Regions from separate parts of the Salmo salar genome. Here region 1 is linked to region 2. Evidence: chromatin contacts called from public Hi-C data. All regions are on one chromosome and are shown on one strand. The core of a region is the stretch at or near the end of the contact, and the rest is flanking DNA. Distances in the headings are between cores, read along the strand shown.

Evidence for each region. Hi-C and Micro-C count contacts between places; a contact is called where the count stands out from the background.
Region 1: a Hi-C map of gill shows a contact between it and region 2, with 2.3 times the contacts expected there. The contact joins the enhancer-like site here to the promoter of LOC106586143 in region 2. A contact is called at or near these places in 3 of 3 Hi-C or Micro-C datasets (blood, gill and muscle).

What each region holds. Positions count from the first base shown.
Region 1 is chrssa25:10,578,367-10,581,066 of Ssal_v3.1, reverse strand. It overlaps LOC106586143 (glutaminase kidney isoform, mitochondrial-like), which reads right to left. Exons shown (of 18, transcript XM_014173041.2): 15 at 1,600-1,661; 16 at 1,308-1,384; 17 at 1,032-1,095; 18 at 1-786. The coding sequence ends at 636. Among protein-coding and RNA genes, the nearest start is that of LOC106586142, 30 kb to the left of the region's middle. Within about 2 kb of position 1,411, at least 1 of the 13 cell types and tissues checked has an H3K27ac peak or open chromatin away from gene starts, as enhancers often do. A contact at or near this core is called in gill, where this site is marked.
Region 2 is chrssa25:10,520,013-10,522,712 of Ssal_v3.1, reverse strand. LOC106586143 (glutaminase kidney isoform, mitochondrial-like) reads right to left here and starts at 1,310. Exons shown (of 18, transcript XM_014173041.2): 1 at 850-1,310. The coding sequence starts at 1,169.

The sequences.
Region 1 (2,700 bases), core at 162-2,661, 58 kb before region 2:
AAGAAGCACTGTAGCTAGAATGGTACAGAGTGACATTAGTGCCAACATAAAATGTCATTTCAGATTCAACATCATATCACTACATAGAGAGTGCCTGATTTGGCCAAGGATTACTGGACATTGTGGCCCTCCAGGAACAAGACCAAACTGCTAGATGATCTATTACATTAAATTACAGTAAGTATTGGTCCTTGATATCATGAAATTCATTAACTTTCAACAGTACATAAATATACAATTTACATGTAGGAGAATATGTATAATAATATCACTTTATATTGTACACCATTGTCACAAAGATTCAATCAGATTGTGCACTTCGATTTGGGACCCTAACACACACTTGGTGATGGAAGAGAGAGACGAAAGATACAGCAAAAGTAAGCAACACGGTCGCAAAAGGAGCAAAGCGTACGACGAAGGTAAAGCAAAAAAGCTTACGGTAAAACAACGGAGTATAAAAAATATATATAAAAAAAAAAAAACATGTTCAATCAAACACACAGTTCAGAAATACGACATCATACAAAGTCGACAAAAGTCACTCCAAAAAGCGCATCCCACCACAAAAACAGCAGTCTAGTATAGATGATATAAAAACAGTGTGGCGCCATCTGCTGGCTCGCGAGGCTACACTACAGCAGGCCGTCCAGGTTGTTCTCCGTCGTCTCCTTGACCTTCTTGGGGATCTCTTGTGGGTTGTACTTGTTTTGATAGTCCTGGAGGATGGTGACCACGTCGTGATGGCCAAAGTGCAAGGCCTCCTCCATTGGAGTGTTGTCCCACCTATAGGGAAAGATAACGAGCGTGACTGACTGGGGTTAGACTGGCCTACAAAGGCATAGTTCTGGGAGCTAACACTAGTTGTTGTGAAAATGACAGGGTACAAACAAAAGTGTTATTTTGGAGTGGGAGTACACTTGTATTGTAGACGCTTACTATCACTCGAGAGACGGTATCATATACTTGTCTACCCACACAAAAAGAAACACCTAAAAAAACAAGGCAGACAGACAAGTTTGTTGGCTTACCTATCCCTGGGAACAGGGTTCACCTTGCACGCCTCTAAGAGGAAGCGCACCACCTCTGCATGTCCTGAAAGTAGAGCAGATGGCGGAGTTACGTAAGAAACAAAAAACACACACACTGCAGCAAAGACGTCACACACTTCGCAATGCAGCTGCCAAGGGACAGCAAATTAACCCCTACGAAACAGAGGGGGCTGAGTCTGCCAATCCCTCCCAGAGGACCCTGACATACACAATTTGTCCCCGTGTGTGACAGGAAAGGGAGGCTGTGAGACGCACCTTCTGCTGCTGCAACATGTAGAGCTGTCCTGGAGTCATAGTCCCTCTGCTCCATGTCCATGGAGGAGAGGGCAAACCTGCAGACACACCGACAGAAAGGTCAGCAGTGTCACAGAGATGGAAGATAACGGGCAGAGAAAGAAGACAGAAGTTATTCAGAGATACAAAAGAAGACGGATCATTACGAACAAAGGTATAATTACTCAAGTATTATGAATTTAACATGATTTTGAACATGAACGTGTGTGTCAGTGTGTGTGTCATCTGTGTGTAAGAGAGCTGCGTACTGTACCTCCTTAGTGCTGAGACGTCTCCGGTGTAGGCGGCAAACAGGAGATTGATGACAGACTTGACCTGGAGAGAAGGAGGAAAGCAGTTTGTGGAAACAGGCAAACACACACGCATGGGGTGGGGGATATGTGCCCTACCACAGTCCTTAACCAGCTAAAAGAGAAGCGGAATCTGCCAAACATCAATCAGGACTTCTGGATCCCAATCAACTCCTTACAAAAACCCCATGGCAATGGCAGTATTATTAATTATGTAGAATGTAATGCAATGTAAGACTTGCCAGGAGGCCTTTTTACCCCCTTATGTCTAAGCATCTCTCATTGTGACTGACTGAATAGCATCTATTCATTCTTTTGAGAAATGGCAGCGTGAAAATAGGCTACATCCTATATCATAAGCCTTGAGACATTGAACACGATCATATATGACCTGTTAACTTTGGTGTTGTCAAAACATGACTCAAGGCTCCTTAAGAATCATCTTATTAACTGGGTGGCAGAATAGAGAACCTTCGCTAATAAAGCTGTCAATATTTAATATTGTCCCAAAATATATATGTATTTTTAAAATTCTACTAGCTATTTGTGTGCAGTGAGACCACTGTGAGCAGTTAGTAAGACCAATAGGTATGTTTGTGAGTAGTGAGTGTATTAGGAGTGATTTAGGAGTTAAGAGTGAGTTCTCTAGCCCCAGGCAAACCGTGAGTCCTGGCTCAAGCTGTAGGCTACAGGGGATATTGACAGATTTATTAGCCAAGGTTCTCTATTCTGCCACCCAGTCAATAAGATACTTCTTAAGGAGCCTTGAGTCATGTTTGAGGAGCTACCAGTATTGACTACAGACCAGATACTATGGTTGGATTATGGCAGTGTTTTCTAAAGAGTTGATTGGAGAAATAAAAAAGGTAGAGATTCACATATTGGGAGTAACACTATGGCACTAGCATAGAAATAGAATACAATTTGAGCGTATTCTCTTGTGGTCCATTTACTAACTTGAAGCTTTAGCAGACTATGTGTGGCTTATCTGCTGCATTGCAGGCTATGGGTCTGTGGTAGCTTTCTCTAATCTAATCATCAACCACTAGAGGGTGCTGAAACAT
Region 2 (2,700 bases), core at 61-2,560:
CTCTCTTTATGTAATGTTGTCTCTCTGGTTGTGATGCGTGTTTTGTCCTATATTTTTATTTAATGTGTTTTTATTTTTAATCCCAGCCCCCCCATCCCCGCAGGAGGCCTTTTGCCGTTTGGTAGGCCGCCATTGTAAATAAGAATTTGTTCTTAAACTGACTTGCCTAATTAAATAAAGGTGACTTTTTTTTTTTAAATACAAAAACAAACGTACACTTCCCACGAGGGAAACAAACGTGCGCTCTTACAGAGGCCTTATCGAGGTAAGCATGCTACACTGTAAGAACTGAAAAAGTGGATACACGTTCGACAACGTTTGTTATTTGATGTAGAATTAACGAGCCCCTAAGTTATTTTACCACCAAAGTGTATTACATGTTTATAAGGACAGTATGGCGGCAGGCAGCCTAGCGGTTATAACATTGGACCAGTAACCAAAAGGTCGCTGGTTCGAATACTTGAGCCGACAAGGTGAAAATAAATCTGTCGATATACCCTTGAGCAATGCACTTAACCCTCATTTGCTCCAGGGACACCGTACTACTATGGCGGACACTTTTTAAAAAAAAACATTTAGTTACACCTTCAATAACGTCGGCAAAATATTTGTATGCGACCAATAATGTAACGTTATTTGATTAGAGTGGCTTAGCCCAGGATCGTGACTGGCTAGCTAATGGAATAATTAGCCTACGCTTTGTAATAAATGAAATATAAAGCCACCATTAGGCGCGCCTTGTTCTAAAAAATAGCAGGCTACGGGCAAATATTCATAGGCTAGTTTAGACTATGACAAATTCTACAATTTGTGGATAATGTGGAGCCCACCCACATGCCTTCAACTTACTTCTCCGTCGCTGCTTCTTTGGCAGTCTCATCTTTCTTCTCCTGGTCGGTCACCGGTATAGCACTTTCGGTCACAGGTATAGCAGCACCTTCGGTCTTCGTGCAGTAGGTCCGGGTCCCAGGTGCGGCGCAAAGCAAAGGGCGGTGGACACCGGCATGGAGAAGCTTCAATTTGAAGCTGACTTTGACATCAAGAGAGGCGTTGCTGGAGCAGTAGTGGATTGGTAACGACGTTTTATTTCTTGTAATACCTGTCAAAGGGCGCTTTAGGTTGGATTGAAACAACTCCTTCAGCACTGCCGAAAACCTAAACTGTAACATTTCAATCCTTTCGAGCAAGTTGAGGAGAATTTCTGCCTGAAAAATCCTAAAACCCGAAATTGAAAGATAGGCAAGTCACTGTACCACGTTAACATTCAGAGTGGGCGATGACTAGCACTGTAATGTACTGGCGTTGTAAAATGAATAAAACCCCTTATTTTACGCCCCCCAAATATCCTATTGGTGGAAGTGTCTTTATGGCGGATTGGCTGGTCTTGGTTTCTATCATAATTTTGTCCTGCATCATTTCCTCTGACGAATTGCTGTTCCCTAGCGGCGGGGAATATTTTAATTATTCAACGGCGTTGATGAAAGTTATTGCGCGTGCCGAATACCGATTTATTTCCCAGAATGTATGTGAAACTTTAATCACACAATTCATAAAAATACTGTTCAAAACAAGGATGACGTCCCATGTGGAGGTCATTCAGTTAGTATAGAAAATGTTACGGTAGCTAGGTCTAGCGTAGCTTTAATTGCTCTTTTAATTGTAACTTAATTTATGGATATCTTGAATGACTTTCAATAAAACATAGATGATGAATGGAAACAAATGTACATTATCTAATGATAGGCTTACATTATTAGACTACGCTCAGGAGTAAAACATAAAAGCTCAGCTATTATCCTTCAGCCATGGAGCAGTAGCAAATCATTCTAATCAAGTTGTGACAACAAACCCTTGTCTACTGGGAGAGACAGATTGATGCAGACTCTCGTTCCCCCAGCTGGACACATACAGTGTCAGTTCCCATCCTTAACCTTGGAATGTGGCATACTTAGATTGACATTTTAAATTGGACAATACTCTGTCAGCACCAAAATATCTTAGGAATTTATTGGACAGTCTTGTTAGCTCACTGTTAAAGTGCTGTGTGAGAAACAGAGAAGAGGCTTCTATATTGTTCAGTCAGCCCTCTCATAGAAGGAAAGGTTGACTTCTATTTCACTGTACTTGTGCCGGTGACAATAAAACTTGACTGAATAATGAACAGTATGACCTTGATGACCATCCTATACATCACACATTCTCTCAAATTACGTGACATTGGCTGGATCAGTCCCACGGGATCACATTCCTGATGATGTATTATATAGCTTTGCCTCTTGCTGTGATGGCAAGGCAGCACCACTGGAAAACACTACATGCAGATGAGGTGCCCAAATTAGGAAACTGGATTGCTGACCGTTTTAGGGCAACGCCTCTTATCACTGATGGCTGTAGAAGAGAAAAGGGGAAGGATGGCGAGAAGGAGAGGCACTTTACTTTCAAATAAGGTGTTACTGTATTCTCTCCCCCCACCACACACCTTTCTCACTCTTTCTTCAGTGTGCAATAAAGTGCACTTCCTGTCTAGCTACTATCAGTTGATCAGCTGATATAGTGAAAGTTAGTGTTGGAGTTAAGTTCTCACAGTGCCAACTCATCACTGGGTTAGAGTCTCATACTATGTGGGCTGGAACACTGCATGAACCATTATTCACCACCATAAGGGTGTATATTTTACTACCTTATAAAACCTAAGATCAA